Linked DNA regions of Astyanax mexicanus: region 1 is linked to region 2. The links are chromatin contacts, called in public Hi-C maps. All regions are on one chromosome and are shown on one strand. Each heading gives the region's core, a stretch centred on a gene start, on an enhancer-like site or on the middle of the called end of the contact. The rest is flanking DNA. Distances are from core to core; before and after follow the strand shown. Region 1 holds the start of atp2a2b (ATPase sarcoplasmic/endoplasmic reticulum Ca2+ transporting 2b). Region 2 holds the start of stk10 (serine/threonine kinase 10).

Evidence for each region. Hi-C and Micro-C count contacts between places; a contact is called where the count stands out from the background.
Region 1: a Hi-C map of blood shows a contact between it and region 2, with 7 times the contacts expected there. The contact joins the promoter of atp2a2b here to the promoter of stk10 in region 2. A contact is called at or near these places in 3 of 3 Hi-C or Micro-C datasets (blood and muscle).

Annotation. Positions count from the first base shown.
Region 1 is chr17:45,983,992-45,988,766 of AstMex3_surface, reverse strand. It overlaps atp2a2b (ATPase sarcoplasmic/endoplasmic reticulum Ca2+ transporting 2b), which reads right to left and starts at 1,407. Exons shown (of 21, transcript XM_022676629.2): 1 at 800-1,407. The coding sequence starts at 917.
Region 2 is chr17:45,664,205-45,668,725 of AstMex3_surface, reverse strand. stk10 (serine/threonine kinase 10) reads right to left here and starts at 2,998. Exons shown (of 19, transcript XM_022676618.2): 1 at 2,561-2,998. The coding sequence starts at 2,713. It overlaps zmp:0000001268 (CYTL1 domain-containing protein), which reads right to left. Exons shown (of 4, transcript XM_007252796.4): 4 at 4,251-4,521.

The sequences.
Region 1 (4,775 bases), core at 158-2,657, 320 kb before region 2:
ATTTGGCATTTAAAACTTTGCCATACATACATTACATAATAAAGCCATTATTTGTAGCTGATAATAGATTGTACTGGAGCTATGCAAGTTAAAGGCTTCATTGAAAAATAAAATAGTAAAAAACATTTTTTCCAAAAGCAAGAGACATTTTACTTAGCTAACTAGTATCATAATATAATGAATTTATATATTAATAATTGTGTGTATACACGTAAAATAATGACTATTATTTAAGTACATGTAGGATGATTGGACGGCTTAAATAACTAATTTTATATAATATAATATAAAGAGTTAGGTTACTTAGCTAGATTGATAGGAGTTTTTGTTGCTTTTTTTTATTTGACATTTAAATTTCGCCATTTACACATTAGTAGCTAGCTAAAGCTCAATCAAAAACTACATAAAGTTTTTTTTTTTATTACAAAAGCAACAAAACTATCTTTCTTAGCTAACTAACGTTACTTTATTATAGCTAGCTACCTGGCTAGGTTAGTTAAACCTATTATCTCGAAACAATGACTACTAGTTTACTTAAAAATATAAGAAAATGTGCTATCTTAGATGTTTCTCTTCAATTTTAAGTGGCGGTAATGGATATTTATGGGTTTATAAAGAAAAACATTAAAAGGGTATTTTAAAAATTGGACCGCGCATGCGCAGAAGGAATACTAGCACACATCAATGAGTTGCACAACTCGGCAGAACACCGGCGTCCACACGTTAGCCACTTAGCTAGGTTAGCTAGTTAGCATTAGCGCCGTGGCTAAGCAGAAGCAGGCCGGCTGAGATGACTCACCGTTCGGTCCCCACTTCTCCTTCTGCCGTTTCAGCTGGTCCAGGCCGAGCCCGGTGCTCTCGTTCACGCTGAAATAGCTGTACACCTCCTCCACCGTCTTTGTGTGAGCGTTCTCCATGGTGGACGGCGTCTCGAGCTCCTCTAAAACCGTCCCGGTTTCCCTCAGCGACTCCCGGATCCGACTAAAGAGCCGAGTCACCGCTTTAAGCTCGGTACCGGAGCGGCGCCCGCAGGCTGAGCCCGGCTGCTGGGAAGAGGAGGAAGAGCGCTCGTGTGTTTGTTAGCGGGAGCGAGTCGCCGGTAGAGAAGCTGTAGCTCGTTAACGGTTAGGTTAACTAACGTTACTGAAGTTTAAACTAACGTTAAACAAGCGGCTCCGAGTCCCGGCGACTTCGCGAGGCGCCCGGCCGGTCTCTCCTCGAGTTCTCCGCCGCTGTAGAGAAGCCTGAGCTCGGTGTTGGAGCAGCGAGGTGCCGGTGGATCACGGGTTAGTTAACTGGCTAAAGCTACTACAGGCAGCACCGTCAGCTGCAGCCGCTCCGCTCAGTGCTCGCCTCGCGCTCTCTCTCCTCCTCCAGCACTGTTCCGATGTCCGCATGTGGAAGGCTCTCATTGGCTGATTCCCCCGCACCACGCTGTTCCAAGGAGAGATCGATTCACTTATTCCGAGTATGGAACCGATTCCTTCAAACGGATCATTTCGCATAAACCCAGCGTTTGATTCATTAATGACTCACAGTTGATTCACTGCAGCGGTTCACTGAGTGGTTTGATAAGTGTGCGAATAAAAGCAAGATGGTGATTGACAGTCTAGGGCTGGGCGACATTATAGGTATATGTTTGAGTAAATTGAACACACAGACATTTCTCCCACATTCCAACTAAAAATATTGTCATTTAGAGCATTTATTGGCAGAAAATGGGAAATGGCTGAAATGACATAAAAAGATGCAGAGCTTTTAGACCTCAAATCATGCAAAGAAAACAAGTTTATATTAAAAACAAAAAGTTTTAAGAGTTCAGAAATCAATATTTGGTGGAATAATCCTTGTTTTCATCCATCTTGGCATGTTCTCCTCCACTAGTCTTACATACTGCTTTTGGCTAACTTAATGACTGCACTCCTGGTGCAAAAATTCAAGCAGTACAGCTTGGTTTGATGGCTTGTGATCATTCATCTTCCTCTTGAATATATTTAAGAGTTTTTTTTTTAGATTGGTAAAATCAAAGAAACGTAGCTTTTTTTAAGATTCTCATTCTCATTTCTCCTTTTTTTTCGAGAGCTGGTATATCCATGGAATTATAAAGAAACAACATGAAAATGTTCTTTTTTTTATAACATCTCAATATTTATTACTGTATTCTCGATGATATACATGTACAGTAATTTCAAGAAGAATTAATTTCACTAGAAACCATAATATCACTTTTTCAACAAAAAGTATAGGTAGAATGATAAGTATCTAGATAGATAGATAAGAGATAGGAGTGATTATAAAATCTTTTTTATTTTCGTTTATAATTTGGCATTTAATTTTTACAATTTACATATTGGCTTAGCTAACCACTACATTAAAATAACAACTTATCTAGCTAACTAGCATACTGCAGCTTAATTGTGCATGTGTGTGTTGAGGGGAGGCTACTGTATTTTGGTTGAATGATCTGTTGAATGGTGCTGGGACTCATTTAAGAGGTGCTTGCTATCCCTGAAAAAAATCTATAAACATTTGTCTATTTCCCAAACAGTAACTCTGGGAGACCCAGATGTTGTATAAAGTAATGATAGTGAAACAAAATAAGAAAATGTTGCAAAAAAAAAATCCTGTAACAACAAAAATCTACCTGCATGTATTGCAAACAAACTATTAAAAATAAATATAGTAAATAACAAAACAAATACAAAATTAACCGGCTCTGCTATTTCCTTTAAACTGAACAAAGACCAGGAAAAGGAGCCTCCCAGTTCTGCTGCTTATACACCGTATCTCTCGCCCAACGGCCTCTCCAGCCATTTATAGGCCATTTATCACTGAGCCTGTGACTGACACATTAATTGCAGCCACAGCAAAAGAGCCAGTCAGCGATTCAGTGAGTTGAAGCCTTCATTAAGATAAGACTTCAACAGCCAGTTCCAGTGTGCTGTATATAAAAGGGCGGGCTTTATAGAAGCATACACAATAATATCTTTAAAAGTTTTTAAACAATAAAAAAATATATATTGTGATAATAGCAGTATTACAGAATGTGTTGAAAGCTTTTTTGTGTCATTTTGTCTGTTTATTGTGATGCTTTAAGGTTTTTTTGTATATATAGATAGTACATCTTTATTTTAAGGTACTAAGTTATTTTTTCGAAATACTATAACAATTAACAATTAGTATCTTAACATAATAAAGAGATAGTATCTCAGTAAAGAGTATCTCAAAACAATGATTTAATATCTCAAAATAATGACATAATATCTCAAAATAATGACTTAGTATCTTAAAATAATATCTTGAAATATTGAGATAACATGATATAGTATCTTGACATAATGACTTAATATCTCAAAATTATGAGAGTATTTTAAAATAATGATACAGAACCTCAAAAATGTACTTAGTATTTCAAAATAATGAGATGACAATTAACTTAATAATAATAATAATAATAATAATAATAATAATAATAATAAATAAATACAGTCTGGGTTTTTTTATTTTAGATGGTGGGAATGGGCTTCTATAAGCAGTAGTGTATAAACAGTACAAATAGTGTATCTGCTCTGCGTTTCCTTCAGGAAATGCACTTTTCCAGTTTATGCTGTTATCTGTGAGATGATGGTCTGCTGGTCTGCTTCCACTGAAACTGGGTTAAAGGTTTATTTACATTACAGGGAAGTTTCCTCATCTCTCCATAGATCACTGCAGATTTACAGTTTTAGGAGAGAATCACTAAAACCGAGGCCCACCAAGTCCTCACTGCTCCACCTGAGTCCCAGTGAGTCTTTGTCCGGAGAGCCCTCCTCATGTTTTGGCTTCATGGATGAGGAATGTGAGAGCTACCAACCCTTTCCCATATTAAGGCTATGTTTGGTATCAGCCTCTGGGCACAGAGCCACGTGCCTGCCTTATACGGTCCTGCAAAAAAGCTCATGTAAGAATCTGGCAGGTCAGGCAGATAATAAAGCTCTCAAGATAGAAAATGGGATGGAGACCCAGAGCTCAGACCTACACAGACATGTTCACATGTTCTATTTTATAATTAGTCACATGTTCACTCAGCTGCAGAGCACTGATAGAGTGTGAACCTGGCATTACTGTGTGCACAGTGTTAAACTCTGCAGCTGGGCAGTAGATGGGTAACTACTTATCACACTGTGGATGAACCTTGTGTTGACTTGGTGTAAATTCATAAAGATCTGACACCCAGCCTGTGTGCTGAGCTCCATCTAGAGCTTATTTTTTGTTATCACATCCTATTATCACTGGAATAGGTAGCTAATGCTGCTTAATAGGTTTATTAAAGTAAGGAATTATTTAGTAAATCAACGTAATGATTTTTTAAAGGAGGGGGAAAATAATGTTTTTTAGTTCAAGGAAACAATTTATTAAATTGAGGGAATTAAATATGTATTAAGTCGAGGGAAGGATTTATCAAATCAGTGACTTACAAAATCAAGGGGATGTTTTGTGTTGAAGAATGATATATTATATATATATAGATAATTAATTTATTTACTATTTCAGACAAATTAATTTATGTTTTATATTTTTTTTACTATTTCAGAGACGTTCTTTAAAACGTAAAATACTATTTACTAGTTCAGAGAAATAATTTGAACAATTATTTATTTTACTATTTCAAATAAGTTAAGTGAACGATTATTATGTATTTGCTATTTTTTAGAGAAATTTATTGAATGATGATATTTTTTAATGTGAATTTTATTTTTTACTATTTTAAAGATATTATTAGAACAATGTTTTTG
Region 2 (4,521 bases), core at 1,749-4,248:
ACCCTGACACAGCAAAAACTACAGGCAGCCGGCCTGGTTTAGTCTCTCTCACTGAGGGTGACGTGACGTTATAACAGAACTGAGCACTCTCTCACTTATATGGCACAGAAAGTTTCAACCCAGTCAACCTGATGTAGAAAACTACCTCACTGCTCTACCTAAAATAGTCATAAATAAATCAAATATATATACAGCTCTGAAAAAATGAGAGATCACTTAAAAATTGAGTTTCTTTGATTTTAGCAAATTGAAAACCTCTGGAATATAATCAAGAGGAAGATGGATGATCACAACAAGTCATCAAACCACCAAACTGAACTGCTTGATTTTTTGCACCAGGAGTAAAGCAGCATAAAGTTATCCAAAAGCAGTGTGTAAGACTGGTGGAGGAGAACATGATGCCAAGATGCATGAAATTAAAACTGTGATTAAAAACCAAAACCAGAGTTATTCCACCAAATATTGATTTCTGAACTCTTAAAACTTGTCTCCATCTTTTTGTTATTTCGGCCATTTCTCATTTTCTGCAAATAAACGCTCTAAATTAGAATATTTATATCTGGAATTTGGGAGAAATGTTGTCTGTAGTTTATAGAATAAAACAACAATGTTCATTTTACTCAAATATAAACCTATAAATAGCAAAATCCAGAACTGTTTATATAAAGATGCTGAGATGCTGGTATGGAATCACCAATTGTTTCAGGTTGTCTATGTTACCTTCTGGCTTTTCCTTTTAATTTTAGTTAGGATGTTACAGTAAATTCGACCCTCTGTTAAAGGTTTACATTTTCTGTACTTAATAAATCCAATCATTACAAATTCTATCTATTTACCTCTTTCAAATGAACACCTGTTTTCAACCTGTTCAGTCTGACACTAACAGACGTTTAGCTGTCAGGGTCTTCTGTTATCCTCTTCAGATCAGCTGCCACCATCCAGCTACTGCTCTACAGTGTAAAGAGCTTTTGTTATAGACTTCCTAAAAACCTCCATCTTGGTGAGGTCCTATTATATCTTACCCAACTCAACTCAATGGAGACAACCACCCAGGTTCAGACAGCCTCAACAGTAAACCAATGAGCTAATGCAGAAAGACTGGTTCTGCTGTCAATGGTGTGGAATCTAGCTGAGGGTAAACTGGTTTATAAACTGTAAACTTTACAAAAAACAAAACAAAAAAAAAAACAACATTCATGAATCTGAAATATGCAACACATTCCAAGCAGCTCAACATTGAATACCAGCCAATGTCAAACTGTGGAGCACCAAGAAAACAAAAAAGTAGTAGGGCTGGTTCTGGCCTTACTCTCATTCACTAAGAATGAACAAGTTTTATAAATTACAAATGTATTATTAGTCGCTGCACCTAAACTGGTTTAATAAACTGTAAATTTTACAAAAAGCTTAACTTACTCCATTTAATTAAGTAACTTCTGAATTCTTTCTATGAAATACTACAGCTTCTGACTGTCAGCACCTGAAACAACAATAAGCAAAGGTGGATATACTGTATATAAAGTTTACAAAAGCTTCAATTTGTACAATTTAGTTAATAGAGTCTTGAGATATATAAATTATTCAACAAACTTCCAGCAGCCCAATGGTAAGAACCACCCAGTTTCAATGAATCAAGTGTAGACGAGCTGATTATAGTGTTAAAATTGTAAAGTTATAACTGTAAACTCTACAGAATGCCCAATCAAGGCTGGGTCATAGGTGTATCTTGTGTCAAACCAACCCAATGGTAAAAAACATCCAGTTTCAGACAGACACTGCTATACAGTACTGCCAATAAAACTGTTAATAGTATAAAAGGTTTAAAGCTCACGGTCCCTGAGATTAAACTGGATTTACAATCTGTAAAGTTTACAAAAACTTCAATTTGTCCAATTTAGTTAATAGAGTCTTGATATATGTAAAATACTCAACAAACTTCAAGCAGCCCAATAGAGAAAAAACACCCAATTTCAGTCAGTGCCTCACTGTAGAGTCTGAAAAACCAACAAGCAAATGTAGATGAGCATATAAATGTAAAGTCTACAGAATGAGTAAAGTCTGCAATATATCCCCTGTCAAATCAACCCAATGGTGAAAAACACCCAACACTGTACTGCCAAACCAACTGGTCAAAATATAAAAAGGTGTGAAGCTCACAGTCAATGAGATTAAACTGGATTTCTAAACTGTAAAGTTTACAAAAAGCTCCTTTTAGTCCATTTCATTAAGCAACTTTACAAACACCCTATTTCCCAGTTTCTGAAAGTCAATACACTTTTATAGTGCCTTAAAAACAACAAGCAAATGTGTATAAATTGTTTATAGTGTTAACGATGTGAAACTCTTAGTAACTGATATTTACAAACTGTAAAGTTTAAATAAACCTGTAAATAAAGCTTCTTTCCACTCCAAAAAGTCCAATAGTGGGAAGCACCCAGTTTCAAACAGTCAGCTCTTCAGAGCAGAGCCTGAAAAACCAACCAGTAAAAGTAGCTGGACTGGTTCTGCTGTTAAACACAGGAATCAGTGATTTAAATACAGGAAACTGAGAGAAACTCACCTTATAAACTTTCCCAAAAGCTCCATCCCCCAGCTCTCCTACTATCTCCCACTGATCACCGGGGTTCACATCCCTGTGAACGTGTTCATACTGCTTCACTCTCTTCTTATCCAGAGTGGGGAGACGAAAAATCCGGCCGAATATTGAAGCCATGGTGAATAAAGCAGAATTAACCTGAATAAAACTCAATAAAACTCTGTATAACTCTGTTAAACTGAGTCTCAGAGTTCTCCGGCGGAGTTTACTGGGGTATAAGTGAACTCCAAAAGCTCAAACTCTCCCAAAACTCCCTCCTACTCCATCCTCACAGCTCAAAAACCACAAAAACTAAAACATTAAAACTCCTAAATCTGTAGAAACTAAAGAACAGGATCTGAACGCGAACATCTCGCCGCTCGCGCGCACCGAGTGGCGCCCACCTGCAGCTCTCACACACTCAAACCGCAGCGGCTCCGATCCGCAGAGAATCGGTTCTCTTGATCCGGTTCTTTTCTACGATTCAGACGAACCGATTCATAGGTTCAAAAGAATCGAATATTACTGAACTGAGTCAGCTGAGAAGAAATATTTATACTTACGTCATTTTAAGAACGAACGTCATATTGTACCTTTTTCTTGGCGCAAGATGGTTCAGTTTCTAAAGCAACGCTATAATATAAATATAAGTTAAATATATTAAAATAGTATATTAAAAAATATCAAATATGCCTTTAAAAATTAAGTGTTTTTGTGTATGTTTTATGTTTGTGTTCTTTGTTTATCGTGTTTCCTCCTTTTTGTATTTTTGAGGTAGAGTTACAGATATACAGTGAATAGTGAATATTTGAGTAATGTTCTAATCCAGGTTATGAGAAACAAGAACTACTCAACTAAACACAGAAAAAAAGTCAGTAAATCCAAAACGTTTAAAGAACTTTGGTATAATGTTGAATAAAGGTTGTAATGCAACCAAAACTTTACTCAATGATATTTAATATTTCCTGATAGCAGGAGATATTTTTAATCTATTTAATTAATTCACTGAGAAGAACTGTGACTTCATAAAACTCTGTGATCAGATCCACCCAGAAACAGAACGATTCAAAAGAATCAGTTCACTAAACTGAACTGAACTCCTGTGCGAGCTAGAACGCACGCCTGTCACCTAGGCCACGCCCCCAACACGGCGAGGCATCATGGGATTTGTAGTTTGTTTATTTTTTCAAACAGTTTAACCTTCTTTACCAGCTTTTAGGCACATAAAGCCTTTTGTGATGCTTTAATACTCTTTACAGTTTAACACTTTTAATATGATTTGAACTCCTTAATGTCCTTATTGCAAGAATATGAAATATAACTAAACACAACCGAAATTTATTTTAAAATACAAAAAAAGAGGAGAGAAAAGCTCAAAAACAACAATTACATATTGTAACTCATTGTGACTCAAAACTAAATAAAACAATAAATAAATAAAAATAAAAAAAGATTAATAAAGCAAGTTAGAGCACTATATCTGCACAATGCCTCCATCTAGTGTTTATATAGGGTAAAGACATAAACTGAGAAGCAGTGAAAGAAGAAAAGAGAGACTGAAATAGATACAGAAAATATTAATAAATAAATAAATAAATAAATAAACAAATAAATGCTAAGGAGTCGTTGTGATGCAATCAAAATTTATTTGCTGTAATATTTGATAAATGAGATTATGAAAACACTGAACAACAAAGGTTTAAAAATATATAATATAATATAATATTATATAATATTTTTATATATTTGTTTATAAGATTGAAGCTCAGAAACAAGTTTACGTGAAAGAACGTATACATAGAACATACTCACATAAAAGAACAAAAACATTAGTATTTAGAATAAAGACATACAGCAAAAGTTTAGAACTATAATAAAACTTCATATATAGTCATAAAGTGATGTACTGAATGAGCTGGGTATAAACTCCTTAATTTTGCTTCTTC